Linked DNA regions of Drosophila melanogaster: region 2 is linked to region 1. The links are chromatin contacts, called in public Hi-C maps. All regions are on one chromosome and are shown on one strand. Each heading gives the region's core, a stretch centred on a gene start, on an enhancer-like site or on the middle of the called end of the contact. The rest is flanking DNA. Distances are from core to core; before and after follow the strand shown. Region 1 holds the start of sdk (sidekick). Region 2 holds the start of CG14635.

Region 1 (5,789 bases), core at 3,017-5,516:
GTGCAGTGGCACAACGAAAGGAGATTTTCAGTTCGTTTCCGAGATTGTGGATTGTGTGGCAGTACCAGCTTGACAGGAGCAGGACATCGAGAATGTGTCCCCCAAAGGGAGTCGTTCGGTCGACATGCGAAATGGAAACACTAGACACAGGAATAACAGTATAATATCATGTCGCAATGTTGATGAATATAACCACCCACCCAAACCCTTTTTTTTATCAAAAATGTGTGAGGGAAAGAACAGCAAATGTAGAACGCACAAACCGAAAAGGAGATGCAGCGGAGCACTAATCGAATTTCCATAGGTGGATGTGCCTCATTTCCTTAGGCCCATAGCCCACACGATTATTAAGGACAGAACATTCATACACCTGAGAAAAAATTCTTGTAATATATGTACAAATAAATGTACATATATGGATTACATTGTGAAAAACAGTAAGCAACCAATTAATACGCCTATTCAACCGGTGATCGCTTTACGATCGCCGTTGCCTATTGAATATCAGACTTTCGCTTTTGATGATAGTTTTTGCTTTATTTTTCCGATCCGCTCTGTTTACAGCACTCGAGTTAAATTGACTAGCTGTTATGAAACGCACTGTGCATCTTTGTTTACGTTATCGAACCGAAACCCCAGGCATCATCATTCGCTCTATATTGTTTAAATTACATATTTATCTCTTTCACAGTCAATTCCCTTGAACAATCTTCGTAAATTATTACGCTGTGCTCTCATTGGTAAGTTTTTTTTTTTCATTTTTTTTCGCGCCTTAACCTTTCCCAGTCGCAACTTAAAAACAACAATGAGCGAGACAAAGAGCTTGAAAAGTCGGTCGTTTTTAAAATTTTTGGCGTTTTTTTTTTTTTTCTTTTTGGCTTAAAAACGATTTTGTTGCACTGTTAACTGTTAAAATAATGTCACAAGTTAATGAATGGAGAGTGGGAGACATGAAAAAAAGATATTTGGGGATAGGACGAGTCCTAAGGCGCGACCCAGCCCCAAGTTAATGCCAATTATAAAACTGACTTCGCCTTTGGTTTTCGGCCCCGTGTGTTTGCTGTGTAAGCCGAGATGATGGCAGAAAATGTCTGTGGGAACCTTAAACCAACAAAAAATTCAAACAAAAACCAAAACCTGGCCATAGTGTTTTTGCACTCAAAACAAGTGTTGTTTATAGCGAGGAACATAAATAAATACCTTAAAAATCAAAAACAACGTAAATATTAAAAACAATTTCTGAAACCTTAGCAAAAACACAGTTTGAACATATCTAGTTAACAAGGTTAGGTTAACAAATGATTCAAAATGATTAAGAAAAATGATCTTCTGTGTAAGATTTGGTAAAGGAAGGGAAGGAAGACGGGAAACAAGTGCGGAAAGACAAGGCGAAAGAAAGCAGCTGGTCAAACAATGTGCATATTCATTTTTCAGATTTCTTCGTTACGTTCCCTATATTTTTTCGTTTCCTAGTCAGACAAAAGGTTTGACATTAACTGGAAAGTGGGCGGAGAAAGTGGGTGGAGCACCTGCAATGGGCGGGCCGAATCGAATGGTCGAACAGAAAAACAAATATATAAAAGAACCGCAGACACACATAAAAACAAAGCAGACGGCAGACGATAAAGCTCACAGAATATTTAGCTAATGCAGCACTTTCCACTCTCGGTTGCAATGTATACCCCACGCTTGCACCCCACACTTTCCGACCAACTTCCAAGGTCATCGGATTGCAGTGAGTGGAAACCCAATTATCGCAAAAGTATTTATGCACTTGATCAGTGTGGTTTCCGTTTCATTACTCGATAAACTTGGGACTCCTCTTTAGCGGTACGTTATCAAAGTGGCAAAGTGTATTTGGCCTGTGGAGCAACGCAATTCTTGGGCTGGCAGTTAATTAGCCGAAAACGAACACGTATGATCTTTGATATCCGATTCAAATATACTCCACACTCTTGATTACTGCACTTCATAAAAAGTTGTACTTTACTTATGTGCGCTTGCAGTTCCCTATCTGCTGAGTTTGCACAATCCATGGAAATATGGAACGCCCCCGCAAAACCGAAGGCCGTCAAATACAAACAGCAACACAAACAGAGCCTAAGGGTCTTTTTGCGGTGACTCCATCCTCCCCAAAATGCCTGGAACTCTGCGCCATAAACTATTTAGACGCCCCATGCTGAAAACCCCAGTGCAAATGTGAGGTTATGGGCGTAAGCCCCTCGCGAGCTGCGAATCGAAAATTTGTTGATTTTGTATTTAATATTTAGTTTGGCGATACGTAATACAATGCGCAATATATTGTTTGGATCCCCAGCCTGGGGGGCAAGGATTTCCTGTGTAAACAAATCGCCGCCTAAATTAACAAATGAACAAGGCTTTAAAACAATTGTTTTAATTAATATCTGATCGATGACAAACACGGGCTTATGCTCTCTGTGAGAATGCGTTAAAGAATGATGGTCGACATGGTTACCATATACCGGGAGCTGAACTCAAATTAGAATTATTGTATATCGCTCTCTTCTTACGTGCCGTTGCAGCTCAACTCAATTATCGTTAATCTGGAACATCTTTAAAAAAATGCATGTGAATGGGAAAAAGATAAGCGCAAGAAAGAAATATTTTACAGGGCAAGAAAAAAAGCAAAAAATTAAGTAACCAAAAGAATTTTTTCAACTTCTTTGGAAGGTAATTCAATGCTTTTTGGGCATTTATGGAAAACTGAACCAGAATTCTGAAACCAAAGCTTCGGTAAGTGCATTTTTACAGGGAACTTATGGTAAAATATAAAAAAAAAAATATGAAAAAAAAGCTAAGCTCAGAATATTCACACGCTGACTACATGTTGTTTCACTTGTTTTTAGAAGCAACATTCCGCATATGGAGCTATTACAAATCAATTTCTAATAATCATACTCCAATTTATTTACAGAAAACAGTGAGTTACCGTTGTTTATTGTGAATTCAGTGTAAGAATGCGAGTTTGCCCACCCTACTCTTGATTAGTGGACAAAAGGGAGCAGCAAATCAAAAAGTGGCGTAAGTGCAGCCGATCGATCGTTCGAATTCAAATTCGATTTCGAGCGCGAGGGTTTTTCGTGTTGCCTTCTGTGCGGCTTTTCTTGTTTCGAAATTCCCACGGCTGTTTGTCTTGTACTTGTTTTCGTAAAAAAAAAAGAAGAACCAAAACTAAAGGGAACGCAAAAGAACAAGAAGCATAGAGAAGACGAAAACTTACCCGCGTAACAAAAAAAGCAGCTGTCGCAGTAGCAGAGCAAAACCAGCACTGCAAGCAGAGACGCCAACTTCGGCTGCGACGGCATCTCGATGGCTAATGTTGCTGTTATTGTTGTTTTTGGACGACGTCGACGCAGCGACGACGCCGCAGATTTGAGCATTTGTTGTTGCCTTTCGGTATTCGTATTTCTGGGATTTCGCTTTGTTTTCTTAGCGGCCTTCCTTCGCTCTTCTAGTTTTTAGTGAAAAGTCTAGTTTTAATTACACATCGCTCACATCTTTTTTGGCTAAAATATAAAATATACAAGAGCGAATGAAATTTTAAACGTCACTTTTTCAGTTTTCTTTGTGCCAGCCATTCGCGCACACACAACACTCACACAGGCACACCTGCCACAGGTTAAAGAGCGAGTCAGCGAGCGAGAGAGAGGGAGCGATCAAAAACGAATCGAGGGAGAGAAAATAAGAATGCAAAAGCAAAAACCAAAAAAAAAACCACCTCTCTCTTTCGCTCTCACTGTTTTGAACCCTTGTTTCATTTGAGGCTTTAAGACCGGTTTTCAAACTTGTTTTCACATGCAATTCTTGCACACAGACACAGACTGGCATATTCGTGGCTAAGAAACAATTGATCAAATTTTTGAAATAAACAAATGCTTATTTCACATTGCCTTGCTCTTTGGCGGCATTGCTTCACACAAAACATCAGTAATAAAACAGAACAAAAACCAACAAAAAAACGCGATCGGTGCGGTGCGAAAGAAACGCGAAAGGTGCGCGCTTACTGCTTTTCCTCCTTCCTTCTGGACACAAGTATGTTCTTCTTTCTGCCACCAGGGTTACCATATACCCATAAACCGTTCGGCCAACGCTTAGCACCACAACGATTAACAATTAACAATGAACTCGAGGGTCCGACAGGCACAAGTCGCCATTTGTAGTTGCTGCTGTCGCTGAATTTGCAACTCCCCGACGAGCAACCGAAAGACAACCGTTCACTACGCGCGCACAAAACGAACTGCGCTGCCCCGTCACAGTCGCTGCTGCGCTGCGCTGCTTCTTCTTTCTCGTCTCCGCTGCTTCGGCCTCTGCCGACGACTGGCACAGTGGACCGCGTTGTCTGGTCAACAGAAGTGGGTGGCGCAACCGCGGAGCGTGCCAATGGGTTGTAGCTGAAAATTAAGACTTCACGTGCAAATGGCACAAAATGATAATAAAGTAACTAAGCACAAGCAAAGAACATAAATGAGTTGGAGTAATATTAATAATGGTAGGTAGCATAAAAAAAATACATTTTTTGTTGGCAGCCAAACTAAGAGCCTCGAACATATTTTCGGCTCCAACTCACAATGCCATGGACTCAAACCGCAAACATGACAGCCTCGCCTCACTGTGCAGTTTCCTCTCACAACCAGCGCACAATCACTCGAAATGGCCAACTTCACTCAACTTTGAGCGGGCTATTCTGAGTGCCATCCAATTGCCGTTTGATTGGCTAAGTTGAAAAAGAAAGCGCACTAATTGTGTTTTGTATTACGATGAAATAATACTCAAACCCAAAAAAAAATTCTACTGGCATGAGCGGAAAGTATCGGATCGTCATACTTTGATTAATAAAAAGCAGAAATAATATACATATACATATGTAATTAGTTACCAGAGCTTTGAGCGCAACGCCAGCTGACTTGGGGCCCCTGGCAATCCAAAATTGCAGGAGTGTTTAATGGAAAATGCATGTACTTACTACGTACATATATACAAATATGTAAATAAATTCTGATTACGCCACCCCAAATTTTGCTCCTCCAGCGCCTTTTATTTTGGCGCATGCATTTTTTAAGTGTGTTAACAACACATTTTGACTAACAAACTTGGCGTTTTCTCCGCATTAAAATTAAGCACACACAAAATGTATGCAAAATGTAATGCAATTGTAAGTTGTGTGCGTGTTTTCCCATTTTCCACAGGCGAAGACGAAGAAGAAGCAGCCATCACGCAGAGAAGGATGCGAAATAAAATGTGCATTTCAAAATGCACTTAAAAATTGTTGTCGCGCCGTTCTGTGTGTGAGTGTTTTTAGCGAGTGTGCGGCGTGTGTGTCCCGCCAGAGGTCACAGGTCAACTTCGTCGCCTGCCAATTAAAACTTTTTATGCGCTGCGGCGACTCCACTCACAAAACGAGCAGTAGGAACTGGCTTTCCAGAGATGACAGTTCTCCCTCCATGTGGTAATACTACTGTTTAATGGCAAAAGCTGGCAATATTTTAAATCGAGTCCCTCTAATGCGTTGGCTTTAAACTTTAGCCCTCGAATTGGGCATATGCTTAAATGGGTTTTAAAATGAGTTTTCATAATTATGTTGCTTTTATCGACATCAAACTGACGAGAATTGGGTGTTTTCCGAACCTTCCTGCTATCACCCTGTCACGCACCCATCGCCAGCGGCCACACACACACAAGATGGCAGGGAAATTATGAATGCGATTTCAGTTAATTAAGAACACAACAATTACGCGGCCAGTGGATGAGGCATGGCATGGCATAGCGGG
Region 2 (5,750 bases), core at 3,245-5,744, 160 kb before region 1:
AACGAGAGGGGGCTGGAAAATGAGGCGCACTGGGAAAACACAACGCACATGACGTGATGACGACGACATCGTCTAATCTGATTGCCCTGATGTATTCGCCCTGTGCCAATTTGTGTCAATTTCGATGGCGACCGAGAGCAAGAACTTTGCCGCTCTAAGCTGAGCTGCCTTCGACTTTGCCTAGCTGCTAATTAGTTCAGCCAGGCGGGGATGCTGCAAGTGCCGGCGCAGGTGCAGCAGTCGCCCTTGGCACATTAGACGTAATGAGAAGTCGTCGGCAGCAGTGGTAAAACGCCCCTCTAATGGCTCCGCAGGCAAAACACTTGCAAAGGAAGCTCAAAATTGTATTATTATTACTTTCGCGTGAAACTGTGGAAATAGGCGCTGTGCTGCTTGTACTCCCATTTGGGTTTAAGGTGGAGTAATGGGTATCTGATAGTCGGGGAACTCGACTCCAGCGTTCTCTGTTGGAAAATGGGCCTTTTGCTAAGACATTAAGCATACGCAGAGTAACAAAAACATGTAGTCCTTGCTGGACCTGATTTTTCTCACTGCATGCATGTGGGGGATAGGTTAAAGAGAAAATGGAAATTGCGGGAATGGGAATGGTGAATGGTGAATGGGAGAGGGGAAACGCGCAGTGCAGTGCCGTGGGGCAAACTCAATGCCGGCCCAGGCCTCCCATGTGTGTTTGTGGCAAGTTAATGACACACCTTAACCCATGTTAACCTAGTTTTTCATGTTGTGGTTATTCTTGTCGTGCTTGTTCTTCTTTCCACTTGACCCAAAGCCCAAAAAAAAAAAAGGAGAGTGGTGTGGAGAGGATGTCGGTGCGTATGGGCCTGGCCTTCATGCGGTTGACATGAATTTGACTGTGGCATGATTGGCCTACTTTCTGTCTTTTGCTTGCGCTCTAGGCTTTTTCGCATAAATAAGCTATTTGTGACCAATTTGCATTTTCCGCGTTATATTTCTTAACTGACACAATAAAAAGTTCGAAAGGCGAATGACGGCAGAATAGGAAGAGCTATAGCAAAATCCAACATATAAACAAACAATGCCCAAAGGGCAGCATAGATCTAGGGTAAGATCAGCATAAGAAAAAAATGGAAAAATGGACCGAGTGCGTTTAATTAGTCACATTCCGACATCATAATACCTTTAATAAAGCAACCAACTTAATATTAACAAATGGGGACCATAAAGTGTGAAATGTGGAGCGGGAGTCCTCAAAGGACCTGCGGATGGCAAGCAATGGCCTTCATTTATTTTCCTCAGCCGCAGCTGCTGCTTCTTTCTCAGCTTGTTAAGCATAATTAAAATCACAGAGCGGGATGGAGAGAGGCGCAGAGAGCCAGGGAGGAGAGGGACAGAGCTAGTGAGTAAGTGTGATTAAAAGATTGCAAATTTCTCACTCTTATTCATTTTTTTTAAGCTCTTCTTTCTGGCCAAATTGAATTTTTCGTTGCAGCAGACAGCGAGTGAGTGAGTAGGACAGAGCAGAAATGCATTGAACTGATCAGGGTAGTAACAGCACCATGTAGAATCGAAACTTTATTCACGTTAAATCCCCAATTATGTTGGTCTAAATAATGCTTGGTATTAAATAGTAGTATTCCCTGCAGAGGGCTCAAAAGTGTTTTTTTTTTTTGTTTTTGTGGAACGGAAGCCACCTCGCAATTCGACTTTAATGAGTAAACAGGGCGTGCAGACGCTATGCAAATGCTTTAGTCCCATTGAATTTGATGGCCGCGCATAAATGTAATTATAATGTGCATTCTATACAGCAACAAACATAAATGCATAAGTGCATAAATGCGCGCGCGTGTGTGTGTGGACAGTGGATTACGTAATGCCGATGCAGTGAATACGATATAATGTGCTATGCATAATGCATGATCGCACTCCTTAATCAACGCCAAACAAGCGACATTTAATTTTAATTTTAATTAATTTTGTCATTTGCTTTTTACACCGATGACGATGGATTTACCGGAAAACGAGCGAGTCTGTAATCCATCCATTTTCGAATTCTGCTGTGGACGCAGCTGTGCTGTGGATTGTGGGGCGTGGGGCTTGGAGCGCGGATTTGTGAACGCGTGGATGCCTGGGGCTGTAGAAGTAGTAGGGTAGTATAGTAGTAGGTGGGCCTCCGATATCGTCAGTGCTGCGAAATCAGCTGTCGGGCGAGCACCGCATAATCAGAGGTGGGGATGTTTCTGGGCTTCTTGGTGGATCTGCTGTACTGCCGACGCTGCGGGGACGACTGTATGATGGAATTCCCATCGACTTCCGCGAATGAAGAAGCAGCGCCGAAAGTGGTAAAGGTCGAACTGCCGCCGCTGCCGCCACTGACCTTTGAACTCATCCGCAATCCATTGGCTGCCGACCAGGAGTGCGATGATAGCTTCGAAGGCTTCGTCGATGGTTATGATGATCCCAGGCTGCCGGAAACCATCATCTGATTCAAAAAAAGCTTGCCACTCACTGGCATTCCGCACTCCGCTTCATTTGGTTTAATTAAAACTCTTTTTGCCATAATCCAATTAAGACCAAAGGCAAAAACCAAATGACAACAAATGGCATAATGGCCAGACAACAAAACAGACGGCAAAAAATAGAAAAACTCGACAAACTCAAACAAAGCTCCGCACAAAGCAAAAAAAAAAAAACTGAACAAAACAAAATGCAAACAAACAATGCAATAAAATTCAATTACAACAAAATTTTAATTAACTTTTTGCAATCAAAACACAAACCAAATGAGGAGACAACTGGCATCCGAATTGAAAGCCAATAAAAATGGGCGTAATAACCTAACCAATCTACAGGTCATCGATGGACAGGAGAGGGTTAAACGAATCTGACAAAGGCTGTGTACGTTAGCTTCAAATGGGATAGGATTACTTGAGTGTATCATGTTATGTGTGCAAAAGTTTAAAAATGTATATGCACGCACATATGGTAAATGTTTGGATTCGATTGGGAGCACCAAAGAACCAGGCACAGTTTTCCAAACAATAGAAACTACTCGTAGTCGTGTGCCAACTATCGGATACCTTATAGTCTGTATTAAAGTTTGTTATTGACTTATTTACTCTACGAGTACTGATGGAAATGAGTATAAATATGAAAATATTGTTTGTAAACTGTTAAAATGTTTTATTTCGTTTTGTGGGGCGGTAGGTCGCATTACGTATACGACGCGCAGACCACAGAGTAATACGTTTCTAAAGCAAGTTTGCAGTTGCACTGTTTCATTGTTGACCTATCAATTGGGCTCTTCTTCCGGTCGTAGCATACAGTCAGTGTGAACTCGTTTCTTCCAAAGCAATTCCGAGTCGGATAAGACACAGCTACTGCAGCCCATCAAGATCTGCTTCCATGCTCCTTGCAGCATTGTCCACCCACCCTTTAAGACCTCCTATATATTCACATCTGTATCGCAATCGCGAGAAAGACAACTTTTAGTGCGACATTCGCTGGAAACTTTCAGCAGAGCGGCAAACGACACCTAAACCGACTAATGGGCAAAGTCACCTCCTTTGGCAGTAGTGGCTTCGGGGGTTTACTTCACCCATTGTGAGCCATTTGTTTGCTGGAATTGCATTCGTGGCTGCGAAATAACATTTTCCGTTTCCGTTCTTGTTGCGACTGCGTGCCACATTTGTAAAACTTGTGTGTTTAAGTCTGAAGTGTCTGAAGGAAAGTGGACCCCCTCCCCAACCCCCCTTGGCACACCACCAGCAATTAATGCCAAATGTTTTCTGCTTTAGGCCGCCGCTTCATTTCCTTCCAATTAAGTCGCCAATTGGCAGGCCAGAACGCCCCTGATTAAACAGGTGTACGGATGAGGACGGCCAAATCCGGTAAAACCTTCGCAATCTTTCACGCACGCAAGTCGAACCGAACTTTCTGCCTTTTCAGCTTTATGTTTAATCCAATGGTTTGGCCAAGTTTCGTCGCAGCGCCGAACACCAGCCAGCCATCGCATGCAAGTAAATTGTCCATATAGTCAAGTCAGGAAAATGTGTAAAATGTATTTATTGTGTTCGACTTTTAGCGGAATATGCGGGATCACATGTTTAATGTCAATGCCGAAATCCCAAACAATTTCCGCCTAGAACTGGTCGGGAATATTTCGAACTGAACCAGATGACCCGGCGTCTTGGAAAGATCTGCCAAAAATTCGATCGTAGCGCTCCAAGGCTTCGTAGGAGACCCGTGCTGACCGCAATGAGGGACGAAGGTAGCCCGTTGATGGAGATCCAGCTGAAGGAGGAGGAACTGGAAACGAATCGTGTCGCTGTGGCATAGAAAGATCGTTCCACTTGCGGGTCTGCTCCTGTTGGAGCTGCAGATCGGGCGCCTCATCGTCCAGGTCAGCGATATTCCGCCGATGGGTGGTGCTGGTGGAATCCGTGTCGGAATTTCCCTGGGCCCTGATACAGGCAAACAAGTCGCTTAAACTAGAGCACATATTTGTTGCTTCTGGGCGAGTTTGTCGGTGGTTCCACCCTATTTATAATCGTGCAGCTATGCAGCTGTTTTTGGCAAAGGGAATGGCTCAGCCAATTAGTACACTAAGTAGACTTAGTCATTACCAAGCGACCAAGCGAACAAATAAAAACACTTCCTAACAATGTTGGAAATTTTAGACGGTACTTGTACTTCACATTTGATTGGATATGCAGTTAGATTCTCCTTTGAGTAGAGGAGTACGAGTATACTCCTCAAACAGCTTAGCAAAGGTTAACTCAGACTGAAGAGATGTATGAAAGCTTACCATCAAGTCAAGCTGACGTTTCCTGCCACTTCCGCTCCGCCATTCATCATCGGTAGAGGAGGCTTCTTCATATTTCGCACAGCAATTTGACGTCCATCAATCAATGGGCTCCACACCCCCGTCCGCCCCCTTAACTGAGTGGCCACTTGAATGGCATAAAAAGCGGAAATTAATGCACTTAAGACATTCAAAATAGACGGCAGTCGATCTCTTGCGCGCTTCAAGTGGACCCCTTAGCGACGTTTAACCATCTTCCTCTACGCCCTTCCTCCCTTTGGACTCTTGGGTTCCGTAGGCCACTTTGGTGATTAATTGGACGGGAATTCCTCGAGGGCTATTTCCGCGGCCGGCTTTTCACCTTTCTTAAATGGCAATCCATTGAGTTCAGAACGCGCGAAGCAAGCGACCAAGGGCGAAATTAGCCCCGTTTTCCAAAATTATCGTAATACCAGGTGCAAAGAAGCAGATCCCAGCGACATGAATTGTATTAGCTAGAGAGCATTATTACTATTAGCTGCAAATTGTGTGTCATTTCCCATGATTGATTCATTGATGGATAGACCATCCTTTGGGTGGCTGGGTAGATGATTCCCAATGAAAAACCTCCCATGCTGAAAAACCCCAAAAGCATAAGGACCGCAAAATAACCATTTTTTAAGAGCTCAAACGGAATTCACCACACCGGAAAATACTGGGAACTTCTTCTTATCAGGGTTTGTGTCTGCACTAAGTTGAATAATTTGTTAGAGGGTGTATCAGATAAATGTTTACATCGGGTTGTAGAATCGAATTTGAAATTACACTGTAAATTTTTTTACAGATCCATTGAAAACTAAGAGGCTTAAGAATAATTTTTTGGAAGTATAACCAATTCCCAACTAATAAAGTTAATTAAGTATTCTGTGGCTTATGAAATAAAACCATGAAGAAACGTTGTGGTCAAATGCCCTGACTATCAGATACC

Evidence for each region. A called contact is a pair of places that touch in the nucleus more often than the background predicts.
Region 2: a Hi-C map of the Kc167 cell line shows a contact between it and region 1, with 1.4 times the contacts expected there. The contact joins the promoter of CG14635 here to the promoter of sdk in region 1. A contact is called at or near these places in 7 of 107 Hi-C or Micro-C datasets (the Kc167 cell line, the S2 cell line, embryo and 1 more).

What each region holds. Positions count from the first base shown.
Region 1 is chrX:685,311-691,099 of dm6, reverse strand. It overlaps sdk (sidekick), which reads right to left and starts at 4,266. Exons shown (of 15, transcript NM_134315.4): 1 at 3,974-4,266; 2 at 3,242-3,527. The coding sequence starts at 3,401.
Region 2 is chrX:843,567-849,316 of dm6, reverse strand. It overlaps CG14635, which reads right to left and starts at 4,494. Exons shown (of 1, transcript NM_130508.2): 1 at 4,020-4,494. The coding sequence starts at 4,480. The coding sequence ends at 4,121. All of the region lies in intron 3 of CG43867, which reads left to right. It overlaps CG3713, which reads left to right and starts at 2,160. Exons shown (of 1, transcript NM_144244.3): 1 at 2,160-3,146. The coding sequence starts at 2,214. The coding sequence ends at 2,465.